3 separate regions of the Zea mays genome follow, and all the other regions are linked to region 1. The links are chromatin contacts, called in public Hi-C maps. All regions are on one chromosome and are shown on one strand. The core of a region is the stretch at or near the end of the contact, and the rest is flanking DNA. Distances in the headings are between cores, read along the strand shown. Region 1 holds the start of LOC100192350 (asparagine synthetase 3). Region 2 has its middle 53 kb from the start of LOC109943615. Region 3 holds the start of LOC103634496 (protein trichome birefringence-like 28).

Region 1 (2,700 bases), core at 6-2,505:
GAGATGGGCCGGCCGGGACCCGGGAGCGCCTACCGTCACTGCCCCAGCCGATGTAGAGCGGGTTGACGCCGATGGCGTCGCGCGCCGCCACGTAGGTCCTGTCGCGGGTGTCGTAGAGCACGAACGCGAACACCCCGTCCAGCATGTCCACGAAGTTCTCGCCGTACTTCTCGTACTAGATCAGACAAGAGAGAAGAGGGTTGGAATCATCAACTACTAGCTAGCAGTCGTGCAGCGTTTGTTCTCTTCATGTGCATGTAGTGTTGGAGTGGAGAACATGGCGAGAAGGCGAAATTTGGTTGTCAGCTAGCTGGAGTACCGAAACGATCAGCATATACAGGTAGCAGGCTCACCAGGGGGATGATGACCTCGCAGTCACTGCCCGTGCTGAAGTTGTGTGTGCCGGTGAACTGCTTCCGGACGTTCTTGTGGTTGTAGATCTCTCCATTGGCCTGGAACACAGAAGCAGCAAGCAGCGCATGGTGAGGACAGTACAGCATAGTGCCGCCGTCAAAACAAGACGGTTGGATTTCATCTGTACTGTTTGCGTTCATGTATTCTTACCACCACCACGACGGTGCGGTCCTCGTTGAACAGCGGCTGGTCGCCGGACAGCGGGGAGACGACGGCGAGCCGCTGCTGCGCCAGGAAGTTGCCCTCGTGCTGGTAGAGGCCCGACCAGTCGGGGCCCCTGTGCTTCAACCTGCGCACGGCACGTGGATCGTCAGGCAGGTCCTCCGCCAGTCAAAACTCAAACGACTAATAACCAACTAACCGGAGCAACGCTATTGTAATCAGTACCACAAAAAAAAAAAAAACACACGCGGGGGGTTACTAGCAGCGAGAACGACGACGAAGGTTCCCATGCTATGCTAGCTCCTTTATTTTCAGAACGGCCCACCCTAGCAGAGCTAGTCTCTACCGTTCGATTCTTTATGATTCCTATGAGAAGAGCCTCCTGGGACCCCGGTGAAGAGGCAAAATAAAACGACACCAACCAACCAGTGAACCAGCCCTTGGTTCCCACTTCCCAGGAATCAAAGATCCCTCGGCGCGCGGCCCGACGGAGGACGAACTGACACTAGTAAAATGCTAGCTAGTCTAGACTCTGCTAGGGTGTTGGGTAGTGGACTGGAGGAAACTAAGTGCAATGGATGGACGGGTGCTCTTGCCTTCTGGAGCAGGCGAGGATGCGAGCCCTCTTTGCCTGAGACCAGTCGGAGCAACCGAGCACGGCTAAGATGCCACACATGATGCCGGCGCGGCGGAGCAGGAGCAGCAACCGAGCAGTTTTTTTTTTTTTTTTGGGAGGGAGACGAGACGTGCTGGGATGCGGGAACCAGGCGAGAATGGCTGCCTTTTTATAGGCGGGGCGCGCGGCTCCGGGACCTCGCGTCTGCGACCCGGCGGGAGCGCTCCCTGGACACGCGGCGGGTGTCGCTTCGCCGAGCTCCGTGCGCGGGAGGAGCTTATCCGTTCGGGATGCTGCGCCGGCCGAGTCAGCGTGGGCCCCGACCCCGCGTCAGCCATGGTGCTAGCCATCGGATCTAGGTTCCAAGGCTAGATGAGTGTCCCGGGGTAAAGGTCCTCTATAGATCGGCTGGTGGGCCAAGGCTGGCTGACGGGCCCCGCAGGATTCACCAATGGCCGGCCGTGCCCTTTAATTTGCCGCGAGATGCGATGATGCACATTACCATTCGTGGAGTGTGTTTTTTGTCGCGTGCGATGATGTAAACAACGCTGCTGAGCACCTCGCATATGATTAATGTATGCGGAGATGTAAGTTTAGATGGTAGGTAAGATTCGATGGATCCGCCTTCTAGTTTTAAAATCATCACAATGATATTACGTTTTCTTGCGGGGGAGGAAATTTCAACGACGATAATTGGCTTCCGGCTAAGCAAGATACTCCATGGGCGGCCCTTAGAGCATCTCCATTAATTCCCTTAAAAAACTACATAAACTCAGATTTAGTAAATTGCTAAATACATATTGGGAATAAAATCAACCTTACTCTCCAACAACACCAAATTTTTAATATTTTTAAATTATGCTAACTTCACTTTTCTAGTTACTACTTGTAACTTTAAATTTGGTTTCATTTATACGATAAAGTTCAATAATCACCGGTTTTCTTTTTATTAATATTTTCATTCTGTATGAATTACATTGGTTGTTTTCCTCAAATCATTTTCAGACTTGTTAAACGAGGATGTCAAATTTATCATTTCAACAACCCCAATCATTTAAAGCGCATCACTTGTACATGGGAACAACCACTGTGGGTGCCTCGCTCAGAGAGTGTTGCTGCGGAAGATGCAAATGGGGCTAGTACGATGGATGGGAGTAGGGGCACAACCACTGTGGGTGCCTCGCTCGACACGAGCAACATTCTTTATGACACTAGCAAATTATGTCCGCGCCATCGATCATTGAGCACACATGACCCGATATGTTTTAGTGCCAGTAACATTATAGGTGTCAATTGACAATACTGTTTTGTTGTTTTGTTAGTGACACATTATAAACTTAGTTGTATTGTAGACTCATAGATCAACAAACAAGGTCATGACAAGTGGCAATGAAACTTAGAGATATATTAGTTAAACTTAGAGTTTCATATGTCATTGTTGTACTGATTAGTGAACTTGAGCAATGATAGTCATTAACTAATGTGCCAGTGAATCATATTCTTCGTTT
Region 2 (2,893 bases), core at 201-2,700, 160 kb after region 1:
TGATTTGCGTAGTGACACTGTGACAGTGATTCAGTGCAGCTGGAGAGGGTTAACATGTCTTACATGGTACCCATCCCAAAGAAGCCAGGAGCAAATGCAGTCGAGGCTTTTAGGCCAATCTGTCTGCAAAATTGTTGTATCATAATACTAGCAAAAACACTAACTATTAGATTGCAGAAAGAAATTGGGAATAGCAAAACAGGTTGGATCCGCGGCCGTATGCACGCTGCACGCGTTGCGCAAAACATGGTGCCTTCCGGCAGTGGTTACAGATGCATAGCGCAGCGGTTTCCTCCCGCGTCGGTGATCAAGCACAGGTTCTCTAATGACACGCGAGCGCCGACGCCGTCTTGCTTAAGCATGCCGGTGCACCTTAGCCTTCCACGTCGGTCCTCCCCAAATCCGAGCGCGCACTACGGGGAACGGGCTCTGAGCGCCGACGCCGACGCCGTCTTGCCCGAGCTCGGAGTCACTGACGACTCCACTGCCGACCAACGGAGGCACGCGCGAAAGCACTCCGGCGCACCTCGTTGTCAGCGTTCCGCGTTGGTCTTCCCCAAATCTGAGCGCACGCTACAGGGACGGGCTCCGAGCTTGGATGCGCCGTCGTAGAATCGTAGATTACGAGGAGGAGCGCAGCAGCCGTGGGGGAAGGAGAGCAGGGACGGCGTCTGGCTGCGTCACGTTCAAATCTGTCGTCGTCGGCCCTGAGTTCCGCTGTAACGGTAAGCGTAGGCTCCTTCCTCCTCCTCCCTCGATGCTGCTGAGTTGCTCCACCCCATTCCTTCTTCGTCCACTGCACAAGTTCGATGCTGTCCATGGCCCCATAACCTTCCGTTGCACTAGGATCCATACCATGGAAAAAAAATTGTCCACGTCAATCCTATATGAACAAAAGGGAGTCACCAGATATGAATAATACATTGAAATATTTGAAGCATGTATGGTACAAGTTTAAACATTAGTTCACCATTCAACATTCTCAACAACAAGTTTATCATGACTTATATTATAGGGAAGTTCTAGAGTCGAGATCTGGAACACATAAGTACTGTAACAAATAAATCCCTCGGGATTGGTTTCTATCATACTACATGAACCCACTCGTCACACATCACCTCAACACTCTTGGATGCAGATAGAGGTGGTACACGTTCCCATTAGGCCAACACCGCATCTTCTTCACTGGTCATCCCACCATCAATTTGTGTCGGGTCATTCGCGCGATGTCTTTGTCCAGGCGATATTTGGTAATGTTAAGATACTTTCACGTGGCTTAGCGTGAAAGGAGAAATATCCGTTAATAAATTTTAGTGGGTTTATCTACATAGATTATATAGATATTGACGTGCCAAGAGCCCAAGAGCAAAACTTGGGCCGGTGGTGACCCAATGACCCACACACACCACCACCACACGGCTGGGCCCAAGAACGCGAGAAGGCAGTATGGGCCGGATGGTAACAAATCCTCTTTAGCAGGCGGACGACTGCATTCTTGGCTCCTTGCCCTCATGCAGTAGTCATGCATGCTAACATTCTGCTCCGGCCTCCGGGGGTTTCAGTTTGCTACAGACTTGTGCTGGTGTCTGTACATATGTTTATTTAATATAAAAAGAAAAACCTATCAAATTGTCATACAGATGTCGGCTATGGCCTATGGATGCGACGCCGACGCGACGTTGGCTTCTTCAGTTAGCTGGGGGAAATTCAGAAAACAGCATTCATCTCACGCACGATTCAGAAAACAGCACTGAAAAAATGGGTATTCACAAAATAACACTGGTTTTGCCAACGGAATTTATAAAATGACACTATGTTTAACACTAGTTCCTTCTTCACACACAATTATACCAAATTGCTGATGATGTTTCTACAGCATCATTTTTTTCCCAACTGATGATGCAGCCCTTTCTTCCTCTAATAGAACAAAGAGGCGTTTGATTGGGTAGTGGTAGTAGATGGTCCTGCAACATACTCTTGGTCTTCCTTTAACAAAAAAAAAAATCCTTCTTCGGAGAATACTTCCTAGAAAAATATTATCAGCGGGTAGTGTATTTGGTCTGGCAAACGAATGAATTTTTTTTATTTTGAAGAGATGATATAGGATGAGGCATGCGTTTTCCTGACTGCTCCCGCTGCCTGCAGTGCTATTTCGTGAATACTCGGATTCACAGTGTTGTTTACTGAATCTCCTCACAGACCAGTGCTATTTTATGAATTCTCCCCAGTTAGCTGCTATAGTAGTAACTGCTACTGTACCACCCGACCCGAGACGGCCGTCGATATCCGAATCCGGCACAGCACAGTACTGGCAGTTGGACGATTGGGCCCAATCTTCCGGCGGCAGCTAGTGGGCTTAGGTTGCAACAGCTTCCATTCCGTACAATACAATGGAACGGAAGTGCGGCAGATGTGGCGGTTGCGGCTATTGACTTGCCCCTTGCATGCGGCGTCTTGCTCCGCATGCCCCACGACGTACTGAACTGCCGGCCGGAGAGGTACTGGTACTGCGGGCTGCTAGGTGCTAGCTCCCCTCCCACCTGCTGGTAGCATGTTTAGCGGTACTGCCTCCTAATGTTTTTCTGCTTCTGAGAGCGATAAGTCACGACGTCCGACCACGTTATTGCCGTTTATTTAGATATGCGCATGAATCAACTTTAGTCCATGTAGGTTTGGTATGGATTTTAAACTAAATTTCATATATTTGTATGGGTTGAGATAGATACATGTGCATCATATCCTGTCTCTCAACCTCTCTAATATATTGGTGGTGCTTCTTCTCTCCTCTGAAAACAAGATGCCATCTTGTGCATTTAACTTGGGCCGTTGTGGCTCAGCAACGTCGTACGTGCGTCCTCAGCAAACGGTAAAGCTGACAAGCCCTTGCCATCCG
Region 3 (2,770 bases), core at 107-2,606, 220 kb after region 1:
CTGCACCAACGCCACACTATCAAAGCTCTGTAGCAGTAGTGTAACTTGAACACAATGAAGCTGGCACATCGTGCTCATATTATTCACGCCAATTTTATCAACGTTACTGATGTTATACTGAGAAGTACGCGGATGTACATACATGGCATATATTCCAAAAGAAGAAAACGAAAACGAAAACGAAAGGGGGCAGTGACAGTGACGGAACCACTCCCAGGCCCCAGCCGGTGAACCGCCCTGGTCTGCTTCAGTCGAGTCGCCATTGCTTGCCTATCTCGCCATCTCGACGCTAGCTCGTTTGCCTCGTTCCCACCCCAGCCGCCGCGACAGCCACCGTCCACCCACTCTATGATCCCGTAAACCAATACATCCTCGCGACCATACTACAAAAAAATACGGCCATACCTGCATCCATATCCCGTACCCAAGATGAAAATGAGAGAGAGAGAGAGAGAAAAAAAGTATGGAGAACAAGCAACAACTGAATACTGGAATACATACGTACACACCAAGTAGGCAAGAAAGCTAAGGCGATATGGGTAGAGATGGCAATGGGTAAATACTCACCGGGTATTACTACCTCATACCCATACACACGACAAAAAAAATAACCCCATCGGGTCACCCATATACACTGGTGGGTATGGATTTACCCCCATACCCATACCCATGTGGGTATGGGTCACCCATCGGGTCACCCGTACCCACAAAAATTAAACATCTATTAAAATATTATATTATACAAATGTTAAGTATATCCATCTAAATACCATCACAAAATTTATAGCATCATTTAACCATCCATTCAACACACCAAAGATAATTGGATAAAATAGTAACACTAGGACAGTACTATATAGCACATTACATGTTCCATTACATGGTCATTAAATTGTCGTTAAGCCTTCTATGACAATATGGCCTAAAAGGTCGTTAAATAGTAAAAAAGATGGATGACTAAAGTCCAAGTTCATGATTGGGTTAAGTTTATATTGGGTATTTTATACCCACGGGTTAATGGGTATGGGTGAAGGTGGAATATTCTAATACCCGTTTACCCATTGGGTGAAGATTTTTGCCCAATAATAGACCCACGGGTAAAATATTTAGCCCACATACATACCCTAATAGAGTAAATACCCATCGGGTATCGGGTTGCGGGTACCCATTGCCATCTCTAGATATGGGGGATGGGTGTGCCGGGGTAGAAGTATAGAACACACTGAAACACGTTGCTGTTGCGGTTACATGCATGTACAGCAGCAGCTTACCCTCCAAACCCCATATGGAAGCTTTGCAAGCTTGCATGCTACTCATTCGCCATCCCCACCCTCCCCCAGTACCAGTAGTAGGCCAGTCTCGTTGTCTCTTTCTCTATAACACCAAAGAAGGAGAAGGAGATTAGGAGAAGGTGAAGGAAGAGGGAGGGAGCCAAATCCTAGCGCGCGCTAGAAAATAGAGATTGTTGTTAGGAGTGTTGGTGGAGGAAGAGATCCTGCAACCATAAAAGAAGAAAGCAGGCGAACCCAACCAAACATACCAAAGCGAAGCAAAAGAAAGGCACTCATCCAACACAAGGACACCAAACTCGTAAAGTGATCGTCGGCGTCATATATAGGGAGCAGCCGGGCCGTCGAGAAGGACAGTGGAGCTAGGCACGCAGCCGCAGCCGCAGCAAGCAAGCAAGAGCTGCGACTGCGAGCAGGCTTATTAAGCTAAGCGACGACCTCCGTTCCATTGCGAACAGGCTACAGATCAGAGTGAGGAAGAAGAGGAAGCCGAATTTCTTTTCACTCTCCCGACTGACCTTTCGCCGGTGCGCACGCCACCTCGGGTCGGGAGCGTCGATCGAGTCCGTGGCGGTGGCGGCGTGGGACGGTGACCGGTAAGTTTGTACAATATAAAGCGCGGCGGCCACACAGTCACACACACACACACCAGCTGGGAGCTGCGGAGATGCAGCAGCGGCGCAAGTCGGTGTTCGCGTCCGCGCCGTTCGCGATGAAGCAGGCGGCGCTGGGAGCCGGCGTGGCGGCGCGCAAGAACGGCGCGCCGCTGTCGCTGGCCGCGGTGGTGTTCGCGCTCTTCGTCTTCGCGACGTTCCTCTACAACGAGGACATCAAGTCCATCACCGACTTCCAGTTCAGCTCCGGCGCCATCCGCGCCAAGTCCCCCGACCTGCACCTCCTGCAGGAGGCCGAGGCCGCGGCGCACGCCGCCGTGAACACCCTGGCCAAGCGCGGGGAGGAGGTGATCGTGCGCGTCCTCGAGGTCGAGGCGCCGCCCGTCGTCAACACTAGCAGCGTGCTGGCGGCCGCCGCGAAGGCCAGCGCCAAGGCCAACGCGGTGGACGTGGGGCAGGAGAAGGAGCGGGACGTGACGCTCCCGACGGTGACGGGGGGCCGAGGCGGGGCCGACGAGGCCCAGCGGCGCGCTGACGAGGAGGTCGCTGAGAAGGCCGCGTCGGCGAAGGCGGCGGCGGCCACCGCCGCGCTGCGCGGCGTGGTGAGCGTGCCGCAGACGTGCGACCTGTACCGGGGCAGCTGGGTGTACGACGAGGTGAGCGCGCCGGTGTACAAGGAGGGCGAGTGCGAGTTCCTGACGGAGCAGGTGACCTGCATGCGCAACGGGCGGCGCGACGACTCGTACCAGAAGTGGCGGTGGCAGCCGGCGGGCTGCGACCTGCCGCGGTTCGACGCGCGGCTGCTGCTGGAGCGGCTGCGGAACAAGCGGCTGATGTTCGTGGGGGACTCGCTGAACCGGAACCAGT

The links. Hi-C and Micro-C count contacts between places; a contact is called where the count stands out from the background.
Region 2: a Hi-C map of leaf shows a contact between it and region 1, with 10 times the contacts expected there. The contact joins the enhancer-like site here to the promoter of LOC100192350 in region 1. A contact is called at or near these places in 14 of 25 Hi-C or Micro-C datasets (bundle sheath, ear, endosperm and 5 more) and 1 of 3 datasets of contacts at active chromatin or transcription factors (leaf).
Region 3: a contact with region 1 is called in a Hi-C map of leaf, with 4 times the contacts expected there. The contact joins the promoter of LOC103634496 here to the promoter of LOC100192350 in region 1. A contact is called at or near these places in 4 of 25 Hi-C or Micro-C datasets (ear and leaf).

The regions. Positions count from the first base shown.
Region 1 is chr1:44,911,351-44,914,050 of Zm-B73-REFERENCE-NAM-5.0, forward strand. LOC100192350 (asparagine synthetase 3) reads right to left here and starts at 1,256. Exons shown (of 10, transcript NM_001137542.1): 1 at 1,173-1,256; 2 at 565-703; 3 at 354-452; 4 at 34-175. The coding sequence starts at 1,252.
Region 2 is chr1:45,067,756-45,070,648 of Zm-B73-REFERENCE-NAM-5.0, forward strand. No RefSeq gene overlaps it. Among protein-coding and RNA genes, the nearest start is that of LOC109943615, 53 kb to the left of the region's middle. Within about 2 kb of position 1,451, at least 20 of the 20 cell types and tissues checked have an H3K27ac peak or open chromatin away from gene starts, as enhancers often do. A contact at or near this core is called in bundle sheath, ear, endosperm and 4 more, where this site is marked.
Region 3 is chr1:45,129,860-45,132,629 of Zm-B73-REFERENCE-NAM-5.0, forward strand. LOC103634496 (protein trichome birefringence-like 28) reads left to right here and starts at 1,357. Exons shown (of 3, transcript XM_008656289.4): 1 at 1,357-2,770. The coding sequence starts at 1,957.